2 separate regions of the Mus musculus genome follow, and region 2 is linked to region 1. Evidence: chromatin contacts called from public Hi-C data. All regions are on one chromosome and are shown on one strand. The core of a region is the stretch at or near the end of the contact, and the rest is flanking DNA. Distances in the headings are between cores, read along the strand shown. Region 1 overlaps 1700012B07Rik (RIKEN cDNA 1700012B07 gene). Region 2 holds the start of 1700023C21Rik (RIKEN cDNA 1700023C21 gene).

Region 1 (6,636 bases), core at 3,110-5,609:
TAGTCCTTGCACCTCTAGTTGGAGCAATAAGACAACTAAAGGAGAGCAAGGAGATACAAATTAGAAAGGAAGAAGTTAAAGTATCACTATTTGTGGATGATATGATAATATACACAAGTGACCCCCAAAATTCTACCAGAGAACTCCTACCGCTAATAAACACCTTCAGCAAAGTGGCTGAATACAAAATTAACTCAAAGAAATCAGTAGCACTCCATTTTACAAAGGATAAACAGGTTGAGTAAGAAGTTAGGGGGACAGCACACTTCACAAATAACCTCAAATAATATAAAATACCTTGGTGTAACTCTAAGCAAGTAAGTGAAAGACCTGAATGACAAGAACTTCAAGTCTCTGGAAAAAGAAACTGAAGAAGATATCAGAAGATGGAAAGATCTTCCATGCTCATGGATCAGTAGGATTAACATAGTAAAAATGGCTATCTTACCAAAAGCAATCTACAGATTCTATGAAATTCCCATCAAAATTCCAACACAAGGTTCTTTATAGACCTTGAAAGAACACTCTCAATTTCATATGGAAAAAAAAGGGGGGGGGACCTTGGTAGCTAAAATAATCCAGGACAATAAAAGAACTTTTGGAAATATCACCACCCCTGTTGTCAAGCTGTACTATAAAGCAATAGTAATAAAAACTGCATGGTATTGGTATAGAAACAGACAGGTTGATCTATGGTATAGAACCCAAGAAGCAGAAATAAACCCATACACCTTTGGACACTTAATACAATGGGAAAGAGAGAGCATCTTCAAATAACGCTGGTCTAACTGGGTGACTGCATGGAGAAGGATGCAAATAGATTCATATGTATCATCCTGCATAAAACTCAAGTCCAAGTGGATCAAAGACCTCAACGTAAAACCAGATACACTAAATCTCATAGAACAGACAGTGAGCCTAACCTTGAACTCGTTGCTATCGGAGACAACTTCCTGAAGAGAGCACCCAGGGCTCAGGCACTAAGATCAATAATAAATGGGAACTCCTGAATTTAATTAACAAGTGGGACCTCATGAAACTGAAAAACTTCTGTAATGCAAAGGACACTGTCATTAGGATAAAATGACAGCCTACAGGATGAGAAAAATATCTTCATCTGACAGAGGGCTAATACCTAAAATATCTAAAGAGCTGAAGAAGTTAGACACAAAACACCAAAAATAATCCAATTAAAAGATGGGGTACAAAGCTAAACAGGGAATTTTCAACAGAGAAATATCTAATAGCCAAGAAGCACTTAAAGAAATGTTTAATGTAATTAATCATCAGGGAAATGCAAATCAAAGCAACTTTGAGAGAGTTGCTTTACACCTTACACCCATCAGAATGACTGAGATCAAAACTGATGGGAGTGCAAACTTGTACAGCCACTCTGGAAATCAATTTGGTGGTTTCTCAGAAAACTGGGAAAAGTTCTACCTCAAGATCCAGCTATGCAACTCTTGGGAATATATCCAAAAGATGCTCCACCATCCCACAAAGACACTTGCTCAACTCTGTTCATAGCAGCTTTATTTGTAATAGCCAGAAACTGGAAACAATACAGATGTCCCTAAACTGAAAAATGGATAAAGAAAATGTGGTTCATTTATAACAATGGAGTAATACTCAGCTATTAAAAACAAGGACATCATGATCATTTTGCAGACAAATGGATGGAACTAGAAAATATTATCCTGAGTGAGGTAACCCACATACAAAAGGACGTTCATGGCATGTACTCACTGATAAGTGGATATTAGTCATAAAGTACAGGATAACCATGCTACACTCCACAGACCCCCAAAAAGCCAAATAACAAGGAGAATCCACAGGAGGATGCTTGAATCTTTCTCAGAGGGGAAATAAAATAAATATCAGAGGTGGATGGAGGAGGGAACTGGGTGGGAAAGAGAACAGAAACCAGTAGGGGCAGCATCTCTAAGATGTGTCAGAGACCTGGGACAGGGGTGGGGGTGGGGGGAAGCTCCAGGGAGTCTATGGGGGTAACTCTAGCAGAGAATCCTAGCAGTAGGGGGTAGGAAGTCTTAGGCGGGCCACCTCCAGTGGCCAGGCAGGACTTCCAGTGAAGAAATAAGAACACCAACTTATCCAAAAAAAAAAAAAAAAAAAAAAAAAAAAAAAAAAACCAAAAAAAAAAAAAAAAAACAAAAACAAAAAACACCCTTGACCTAAAATGTATCCTGCCTACAAAATGTGCAGGGGAAAAGATGGAGCAGAGATGGAGGGAATGGCCAACTGATGACCAGCCGAAATTGAAACCCATCCCATGAGCAATTACCAATCCTCGACACTATTAATGATTCTCTGTTATGTTTGCAGACAGGAGCCTAGCAAAACTGTCCTCAGAGAGGCTCCACCCAACAGCCGATGGAAACAGATTCGGAGACCCACAGCCCAATATTAGATGGAGCTCACTTGAGTCTTGTGGAGGAGTCGGAGGGATGATTGAGGGGCCTGAAGAAGATCGAGACTCCACAAGAAGACCAACAGAATCAACTAACCTGGACCTTTGAGGGCTACCAGAGACTGAAACACCAACCAGAGAGCAAACATGGGCTGGGCCTACCCCAACCCCCAGCACATCTGTAACAGCTGTGCAACGTGGTCTTCATGTGGGTCCCCAACAACTGAAGCAGGGGCTTTCCCTGAGTCTGTTGCCTTCCTGTGGATCCCATTCCCCTAACTGGCCTGCCTTGTCTGGCCTCAGTGGGAGAGGATGAGTCTTGTCCTGCAGTGACTTGATGTGCCAGGGTGGGGTGATATGGGGGGGGGGCAGAAAGAGCTCCTCTTTCACAAAAGAGATGGGGAGTGGGGAGTGAGGGGAGGAGGCATAGGGTAGACTGGGAAGAAGGGGGTTGATATTGAAATATAAAGTGAATAAGTAAATAAATTGATAAGAAAAAAAAACAGAAAGAAGTCAGCTCACTGAACATTTCCCCTTAGAAGCCAAGGTAGATATAAAACCACGACTCAGCCTTTTCTGAGGAGAAAGGGAAGATGGTGGAGGGTGAGGTGAGAGGAGGGTCTAAGAGGAGTGGACTGAGGGGAAGCTACAACAGGGATGTAAAGTAAATTAATTAATAATAAAATGTGACTCAGAATCGTCTTTCAGAGTCTGCTAAAACATTTAATTCTGAGGTCCGTGCTGGTATGTGGGAAGCATTTTTTTTTCCTTTTTCCTTTGAGCTTGTGTTCTGAGCATGCACATCTGTGCTGACACACGTGGAGGATGGCGGTCACTCCTGGGTGCTGTCTGTGTCTCATGTACTGTCTGCCTGTATTTTTAGGCAGGATCTCGAACTGGCCTGGAACTTGCCTGTTAGGCTAGACTGGGCCATGGATTTCAAACGTCCATCTTTCTCCTTGTCCTAGTGTTGGGGGTTTCAGATGTGTGCCCACATTTATTACATGGTGCTGGGGGTCAAACTCATGCTTGTGCAGTGAGCACTTCACTGACAGACATCTCTCCAGCTCTGAACATTTTCATCAGTGGAGTCAGGTGATGGCTGGGCTACCATGGTTTAATGGGGTGTCTGGAATTTAACAGAGGCTCAATAAATGTTTGGGAAACAAGTTCATGGGGGGAGGGCTGTGAAGATGCCTGTCTGAGCTGAAACTGGACTTTTCTTCCAGGATGCTCTGCCTCTTGGGATGCCTGTCAAGAATTCGAAGCAGTGTGTGGTGTACTGGGAGGGACTGCCCCTTTAGATCCCAGGCACCAGAGCTCACGTGGCTTTCAATCTCAAATGTCTTCCACTACTCCAGCATTATCTTAAGAGGAATCTAGTCTCATGGGGCTTTGCTGAGACCCCCTTAGCCACTAACTGTTGGCCTTTGCAGCCAGTATTGCTGGACTCAGGGATTGTTCATCCAGCAGGCATCAGGGGCAGCCCCTCCCAGGCTGGGATGGAGGTGGCCCTGGGGAAGAGGAAAGGCACAGGGAACGGGGGAGTGGGAGACTCCAGGCTGCTCTTTATTTATTGTGAGATAACCAGGACATTTGACTACTTTTAAAATTCTTTCTTTAGTGATGGTTTTTAGGGGTGAGGGGGAGGGGGAGGGGGAGGGGAGGGGGAGAAGCAGGGAGGCATTCTCTGGAAGTGATTAAACCCGGAGATAACACATACTCATAGAAAACTGGAAATTTTGAAAGAAGACTTGTTTGTAACCTCAGAATTAATCCCATGCCCTTGATGCTGAAAATGCTTCTCTTTGAGCACAGAAAGAGAAGTATTTCCTACTTAACTCTGAGCCTTTTAAAGTAAAAAATAGGTTTCTGCTGAACAACTCTGTTTCCTCTTAAGAAAAGGACATGTACTTGGCAAATACTCTACACTGAGCTGCACCCCTACATCTTTGGGTTTTATTCTTGTTCCTTTGAGGAAACGGCCTTGCCATGTGCAGGCTCTATAAAAATATTAACTTACCCGTCTCCGCTACCATGCCCATGTCTGTGTAGGCCTCAGGACAACCCTGGGTGTCACCTTTGGCTCTCCCGTACCTTTGAGACAGGCTCTCTCATTTTCTTGAAGCTCGCCAATTAGGCTGGTTGGTGGACAAGTTTTCCAGATCTTCCCATCTGCACCTCCCCAGTGCTGAGACTCACACCTAGCACTTTCTGCAGCTTTATCTGGGCTCGGAGGGATTGGACTTAGGTTTTTGTTCTCTCACGGCAAGCCCTGTATGGACTGAACCTTTTAGAGCTATTTTAAAAGGGGTTTTCATGTTCATAGTAGGGGTACTAAATTTTCGCTGGCTGGAGAGTAGCAGCTCCCGGCTCTGGTAGTGTGTAGGAGCCTCCCATGGAGGCTTTCAAAAAGTCCAGTGCGCAGGTGTCCCCATGCCCACTGAGGTTGAGTTTTGCTGAGCAGTGCTTTGGACAAACCTCTGGGTGATTTCCACTAGGGCAGCAGGGACTCATACACCACCCGGTTAGAATCTGGACTTACCTGTGTAGACTCTGGCGACCAAATAGATGCTCCTCTGTGTTGCATGCTAGAAGCCAAATCGGGGGTGGGGTGGGGGGTGGGGTGGGGTTAAGGGTGGAAATGATCGCCTTATGGATTGCAGTGTTTGACTGGTTTAAGCACCTTTTGTTTCTGACAATGGCTTCCATATGCTTAAAAAAGAAATAAAAACCACACTGGGTTTTAAAATATCTATCTATCTATCTATCTATCTATCTATCTATCTATCTATCTATCATCTATCTATCTATCCACCTATCTATCTAAAAGTCATTCAGTTGTATTAAAGCTTTAAGGCTTCTTGCCAACTTCTGCATCAGGGAAAAGCTGTTAATGCAAGAGAAACACTGTAATTTCTAAACATTTTAATTTGATTCTGTTAGCGTTACTTTCACAGCTGCCTCATGTAACTCAAGCTGGCCTCAGATTCTCTGTGTAATCAAGGTCGGCTTGAACATCTGACCCTCTTTCATCTGCCTCCCAAGCACTGGGTGACATACATGCATCGCCATGCCTGGCTTGTGATTTCTTTTAAAACAAGTGTTATGTTAATATTGTTTGACTCTCCCAGCTCCTCAAAAGGGCTCTTCCCTGTGGCTTGAGTATTCAGAAGGACCGTGTAAGACACGTGTAAGAACTGAATCTTTATTGTATAGAGTATGGCAGGTAGAATTCTAAGATGCCTAGGATTCTAATCCCATATGATATATGTCCTAGATGATCCATGTCCTTGGATGTGACCTGGGCTGGTGAATGTGATGATCCAACATTCCAATGACTATGGCACTATAAGGCAAAGATAAAGGAATTTTTTAGTTTATAAACCCTTATAAGGTGACTCTAAAGGGATCAAGAAGGAGCTTATGGGTTGCAGAAATGGCTCAGTGGCTAAGAGACTTGTTGCTTTCCAGGGGACACCAGTCTGTTTCCTAGAACCCACATAGTGGCTAAGAGCCATCTGTAATTCTAGTTCCGGAAGATCTGATGCCCTTTTCTGGTCTCAACAGGAACCACACATATGGTACACATGCCTACACGCAAGCAAACCACTCATACCCCCCAAATAAAAACAAACAAACAAAGAGCGTATCTTGGCAGGCCTCACCTAATTCACTGAGTCCCTTCAAAATGATCTTGGGTTCAAAGCTTTCAAGAGACAAACCAATGTGAGTTCTAAGTCTGCAAAGAAATGGATCTTGCCAAGAATCCAGAGCCACAAGGGGATGCCAAGGGTAGGAGTCAGTAAGCTTTGTCCAGTTTCCTGACCCATAAAAGTAGACATAATTAGCAGATGTTGTTTTAATCCACCAGATGTGTGGTCATTTGCTCTGTGGCAAGAGGACTCTGATCCAGTGGTGGAGAGATAATAACAGAGAAAGGTTAAGGGACTTGGCCAGGAACACACATTGGAAGCTCGTGGGACTGGGAGTCAAGCCTCTTCATTTGCTACAGTGTGCTATTAACCACCATTCCACCATCAGTTTACAGAAAAAGGCTCACTGGCACCAACCCTCTTTTTTTCTGGAAAATATAAACTGGAACAAACCAAGGCTGATTCTAAACTCTGCTGCACTGTGAAAATCAGAAGAAGGAGCTGCTAATACAACACAGAGTTCACACACACACACACACACACACACACACG
Region 2 (6,452 bases), core at 2,963-5,462, 42 kb after region 1:
GTTGAGTGTTTGGGAGAAATCTGTAACACCAGAGAGGGGTCTGCCCAAGTATGAGAATGAAATGGCTCTTCTGTCTTTCTGGGTGTACATTATCAATACAGCGTTTCATCTTTATTCCCTTTCATTTACATCATGTTTGGCAGTTAAAGATGTTGTCTACATTTTCTCAAGTTTCTGCATTTTCTCCTTTATGTATGAGCCTATGTTTCTTGTATCGTGTTTATCTGTGCAGAGCCTCCCCAGGCTGCTGTGTAAGGCTCTGTTACTAAGCTTCTAAGAAATGACCTTTTCTCCTGATGGCATATTGGGGATCTCTGTGCTTTCAGTCTGCTGAAAGGGAAAAAAAAGCCTGAAGAGCTTCGTAAAATAGCCTCCCCTGGCACTGCCAAAGGAGGGAGAATAAAAGGAGAGGAATCTGGAAGAAGACAGTGTTGTGTTTCTAAGGAAGCCAAATATACGAAAAACAGAATCCAGGAGTATTTAAACAGGAAGTTGGCAGGGAGAATGTTATTCTCTGCTTATAATTATTTTGTCATTATTTTTAATTTCTTGTGATGGGGTCAGAGTCCATGGAAGGAGGAACAGCTTGTGACACAAAACAGGTGGCCTTGGGTGTGAGTACATGTAGAGTGCCTAGGTCAGCAGGTCCATACCTTTGTAGGGGATAAAGGTACAAAGGAGGAGAGTCAGCAAGAGAGCAGTGGATGGCAGGTCCCATCCTATGAGCAAGGGTTCCGAAAGTGTCCACACTCAGCAGTGCAGACATCTGATGACTGAAGGACCCAAGGGATATGGCAAGGCCAAGGGACTTGGATGAAGGAATGTATGGTTTAAGAATAAAAAAATGTGAAGGGGAGGCAATCATAGTAATCTCTAGTGTGTGTTACCACTTATGGTTTAGGAAGAAATGTCTCCCACGGGCACATGTGTTTGAGTGGGCCATGGTCCCTGGTTGGTTGTGCTGTTTGGGGAGGTTACATAACCTTTAGGAGAGGGAGGGAGAGAGAGAGAGAGAGAGAGAGAGAGAGAGAGAGAGAGAGAGAGAGAGAGAGAGAGAGAGAGCGCCTGAGCCTTGTTGGAGGAAAGCTTTGAGTGTTTATAGCTTTGCCTGATTTTCTGCTTCATCCATCCAGCCATCAATCTATCTATCTATCTATCTATCTATCTATCTATCTATCTATCTATCTATCTATCTATCTATCTATCAATCTATCTATCTATCTATCTATCTATCTATCTATCTATCTATCTATCTATCAATCTATCAATCTATCTATCTATCTTCATCATCATCATCATCTATCTGTACTTTTCCATTTGTCTGTCCATCCATCCATCCATCCATCCATCCATCCATCCATCCATCCATCCGTTTATCCACCCTCCCTCCCCCTGTGTATGGATGAACATGTGATAAGCTAGCTTCCTGCTCCTTTAACCATGTATCCCCTGACTGTTGCAATGCCCTCTTTGAAATGCTGGACTCTGGAACTGTAGGAGAACATAAATCATTTTCTTCTTTAGCTTGCTGTTGGTCATGGTATTTAACCACAGTCACAGAAAAGTAATCAATACATCACGGTAGTGAACGATTCTATAGTTTAACTTACGGTGCTACAATGCCCAGATAGTTGGTCCAAAACATTGTTCAAATGTTTCTGTGAGGGTGTACTCAGATGGCACTGACCTTTAAATCCATGTGGTAGTCTACAACTCGAGCACATTTTCTTCTACAGTCTCGATGGGCTACATCCTGTCTGTCAAAGCCTGACAACCCTGAACAGGAGGAAATTTTGCTTTTGACTTTCTTTGTAGCCTTGGCACTTCATGGTTTATTAGCATAGTCATTGGCTTTCCTGGTCAGAATTTGGGTTTACAAAATCACCACCATCACACAGATCCACCATCCAGGATTCTTTAAAACAAAATAACCAACCAAATAAAAATCTGCGTATCTCCTGACACCACCTTTTCGTCCTCTGGAGAGCCATGACAACTTCACTGGGCAGTGTCAACCCATGGATGAGAACATTTCAAGGTCTAATGGCTACTCAGGGTAGAGAGAAAATTCTAATCCAAGACTCTCTAGTTCCAGGTCCATGTTTTCTCTCCATCCACACACACTCCTTGGAGCCTGTGAAATGGCTCTGGAAAGATGCAAAGCTGTGTCCATGACTTCTGGTTGATATAAGACTGCCAATGGGAACTGGACCTGAGGGAGTCTTGATGATCAACTAAGGAATAGCAGCTATACTGTACTGGGCTGTGTCAGTCGAGCCTTTTAGGGCTTAACAGACTCAAGCTGGAGTCTCTAGCATCTCAGACTGGTTTGTAATGGGGATTTAATCTTTGTGAGCCGTCCTTCGGTGGAAGGACAAGCCAGGGACTTTTCCTGTTACAGTGCTGAGAAGCTCATATTATTCTGCCATAGATGTATCCCACCATCCCTTTCCTTTTCACTGTCTCCTGAGTCAGACCCCTATATCATCCCTGCCCCTTCCCATGTAAATGTGTAACCTGAAAAGCCAGACAAAACAGGAAGTGAGGAAACTCCACTGTCTGTAACAAGGGAGAAGGGTCCACAGAAACTCTTTCATTATTAGTTAATTAATTTTTGAAATAGGATCTCCCAAAGCCCAGATTGGTTTCAAAAGCACTATGTAGCTGACCTTGAATTCTTGATCTCTCTATCTTCCAAATACTGGGATTATAGACATGTTGTCAGCACATCTGGTTAGTGCAATGCTGGGGACGGGAGCTAGGACTTTCCTTCATGCCAGGCAGGCACTCTACCAATTGAACTATACCCTCAGACTTCCTTCCCAAAGTTCCTCTATTAGCACAGAGAAGAGACGGTCTGAGATGAAGGTCCCTTCTTACAAGTTCTTCCTCCCTTTGGGCAGCTTGGAGCTCCAGGACTATAAAACAACAGATTTTTTTCCAATTGCTTTGCACAGCAGAGGGAGTCCCAAATGTCACACACTTGAACTCCTTTGATTCTTGGAAGGAGGGCCAGCTGCCGACAGCTAGCAGCCAGGGGAGTGGAGGAGTCTGTTGGTACAAGGGAAAAATAAAATCCTCCACACTAACTGGCTTGTGACTCCTCAGGACCCTGCAAGAGCAGTATGCTGGTTTTATTCCTCGGTGATTTTCTTTGACCGTAAATATTCAGTATGCCAAAATGTTTACGTCCAGGGAATACTAAATACATGAATCCTTATCAAGTCCTACCCACAGAGACCCAAATCCTGATGGAATGTAAGTTTTCTGTAGTCACTTTCTCTCTTGGACTTCATTGAGAACCTTGTACAAAAAGCAATGCATTTAAGTAAATTAAAATCAGCCCCATCTAGCAAGTCATTTACTATAAATGGGCTAAATACTATAATTAAAAAAGACATGACTGGATAACAAAACAGAATCAGACCCAGTCTAAGCAGAGGAAAGAGACATATTTAACAGAGTGACACACGGACTACAAAGATAAAAGCATGAGAAGAGAAATGCTCTGGAAAAGGCAAGTTAAAAGAAAGTGTGAAGTTAAAACTAAGACAAAGGCGCTGCTCTTCCAGAGGTCCTGAGTTCAATTCCCAGCAGCCACATGGTGACTCAAAACCATTTGTAATAGGATCTGATGCCCTCTTCTGGTGTGTCTGAGGACAGTGTACTCACACTAAATAAATAAACAAACAAATAAATCAATCAATAAATAAATCTAAAAGCAAAACAAAACAGACAAAACCCCAAGACAAAGAAATCAAAGACATCAGCTAGCCCCACCCTCTGCCACAAAACCCCAAGAACAATACACAAGCGACAACACTTTATAATATTAAAAGAGACTCATATTTAAGCCCTAAGTATGTCCTGTGGTCCACAGGGCCGCTAAGAGTAGTTTTCTTTCTTCTTGTGAATGTGTAAGAAACTGGATTCAATCCCCACCACAAACAACAAACAAACAAACAAACAAACAAACAAACAAACATCTCAAAATAGACTCTGTGAAAGAAAGAAAAACAACAGCTGGTGTCCATCATGAACATGGCTGCTCTGTGTGTTTGTAAACCATGTTGAAGTGGAACACAGGCATGACCACTTCAGTGACATTCCGTTGTTGTGGTCACATCAGCAGAGCAGAATCCAGTAGCTGTGACGTAACTGCCTGGTGCATAGAGCCCAACAACTGTAATGTAACAACATAAAACTCTTTCTGTGGCGGTTAGGAGGCAGCCGAACCAGTTGAGGCCTCAGGGCCAAGAAATCTGAGAAGCAGAAAAAACCCTAAGGTGCCACATTTGGTTTCTTCCCCTCAGGGTCTTTGTCTGCCACACCACAGGTCTCTGAGAACCAAATGAGGTTGCGAGCAGTCTGTTGCTGTTGTGCTGGCAGGGGACAGATGGGTGAGTTGAGCATCACCAAGGGAGCCAGGACTGCAGACGCCAGAGTCCCGGGAAAGTAAAGGGCAGGAGAGCGAGCAGCATGTTCTAAGTGTAGCTTCCCTTTGAAGCAGCTGCCGACTCCTGACCTCTGTGTTCTACATCCGCTTCTATTTTTTTCCTCCTTCTTTTATTAATTCTTTGAAGATTTTGTACAATTCATTTTGATGATATTCACCCCTGTTCCCCTACCATTCAAGGTCCATTCCTCCTTCCTAGCCACTCAAATTTGTGCCCCCCCCCCAACTCATTTAATACAGTTTGTATCTCATATGCTCTTGGATGTATGGTCTTCTCTCTGGGGGCTGCTCTATCCACCAGAGAGAGGGCCACAGTACTGAAGAAAATAACTGCCTCTCCCAGAAGCTTGCAGCTTCCAATGGGTCCTTAGCTAGGGGTGGGACTTCACCTCCGCGCTCCATGCTGGGATTTTGTTTGGCTTGAGCTGGCGCGCAAGGTCTTGTGCGTGCTGTTTCAACTGCTGTGAGTTCATTTGTACAGCTGTCCTGCGATATCCAGAAAGCAGTTTCCTGGTAGTCAGCCCAACACCAACTCTGCCTCTTACAATCTTTCTGTCAGAAGAGGGTAGCAGAGCAAGGCGCTGGATGGAGGTTGTGGGACAACTAAGCACTGATTGATTGATTGATTGATTTTAAAGCTTGATAAGCTTCCTGGGAGGGTCAGATAAGCGGCATCTTAAGTCAGGTTTGGTAGGCATCCCAGGGCAGATTTGCTAAGCGTCCAACGAAGGGTTTGAGAAGGACCCTGGGCTCTCAGACCAACCCCCTAAAGTACTGTTCACCCGGCTCCAGGGCAACTAGAGATATTCACCAGTTTTCATGTTGCTTATAAATGTTATCAGTTACTCTATTATTTTTAATTTGACCCTGGCAGCCACCCCCCCCCCCCACCAATAATTGAGACAGAGTCCTACTAGACTTATTTAATCAACTTTAACACAATTACTGAGCGAATTACCTCTAATCTATTTTTCTAAGGCTAGACTGTCTAATTCCCCAGCCTTGCTCCCCAAGTGCTAGCAGTTTGAGTCTTGTCCGGGCTTATTTTTGCTCCATCAGTCTGTCCTCAGGGGACATTTCACTTGCCACTGCCACCGTGCCCCTGGCCCAATTAGTCTAACTGAGACCTCCTGTCCCCTCCTTACTTTCTCCTTCCCTTCCTTCCTCCTCCCTCTCTCCCTCTCAGGGACCCTACCTGTGATCCCCAGCCCAGTAGCCGAAGCCCCGCCCACATTTATTCTCCCCAGTAATTGGCTATAGTCACTTACATTTAACCAATAGCTTTGAATTGGGGAGCAAGGTTTATACAACATCCTTTGGTAAAAATGTGCTCTTGGGGGGCCAGTATTTAGCATTTGAATAAATACACAGCAGCACTTCCAGGTGGAGGTGACTTAATTAAATATTTATTTAATCATCTTTGGAAGAAAATAACATTACCAATAATCTCCCCAGGTTTTTCGTTTGTTTGGGTTGGTTTGGTTTAGTTTTGTTTGTTTGTTTGTATTTTGTTTTTGTTTTTCAGTGCTGGCTATCAAACCCAGGACCTCACACATGCTATTTAAGGTAACAATTCCATGGTTGGGCTAAATCTCCAGCCTGGGGCTTCATATTATTTTTAATGTATAATGTCTGACAGCCAAATAAAAATTACCAGACATGCTCAGAAACAGGGCCAACTGACCTGATATTAGAAAGGAAACCGGTCTGCTGTGAGATGCAGACATTAAAATAAGTATGTTAAATTTGTTTAAAATAGATTGCAATCTGGAAAATTTCAGTAGGGAAATTGGAAACGATCTCATTTATGTACAAGATGAGTCAAGTCAAAATTATTGATTTAAAAAATAAGAAATTAGGAACACAGTAGGTGGATTTAATGGGAGATTAGAACCAGAAAAAGAAATGATTAGCAAGTTGTCCTTAATTTTTTTTTCTGTTGTTATTATAGAGAGTTATATAAAACCACTTTAGAAGATGGTCGTTAAAGGATGGG

What was found. Hi-C and Micro-C count contacts between places; a contact is called where the count stands out from the background.
Region 2: a contact with region 1 is called in a Hi-C map of uterus, with 2.0 times the contacts expected there. The contact joins the promoter of 1700023C21Rik here to the enhancer-like site in region 1. A contact is called at or near these places in 3 of 39 promoter capture datasets (hippocampal neurons and liver), 1 of 15 datasets of contacts at CTCF or cohesin (CD8 T cells), 26 of 484 Hi-C or Micro-C datasets (the C2C12 cell line, CD8 T cells, LSK cells and 11 more), 4 of 115 datasets of contacts at active chromatin or transcription factors (the NIH/3T3 cell line, embryonic fibroblasts, embryonic stem cells and 1 more) and 1 of 9 other capture datasets (embryonic stem cells).

Annotation. Positions count from the first base shown.
Region 1 is chr11:109,799,667-109,806,302 of GRCm38.p6, forward strand. The region is part of intron 2 of 1700012B07Rik (RIKEN cDNA 1700012B07 gene); the gene reads right to left. Gm11683 (a long non-coding RNA gene) reads left to right here. Exons shown (of 2, transcript XR_389104.3): 2 at 2,344-3,130. Among named protein-coding and RNA genes, the nearest start is that of Gm11683, 5.8 kb to the left of the region's middle. Within about 2 kb of position 4,360, at least 15 of the 459 cell types and tissues checked have an H3K27ac peak or open chromatin away from gene starts, as enhancers often do. A contact at or near this core is called in the C2C12 cell line and uterus, where this site is marked.
Region 2 is chr11:109,841,666-109,848,117 of GRCm38.p6, forward strand. It overlaps 1700023C21Rik (RIKEN cDNA 1700023C21 gene), which reads left to right and starts at 4,213. Exons shown (of 3, transcript NR_045909.1): 1 at 4,213-4,400; 2 at 5,982-6,022.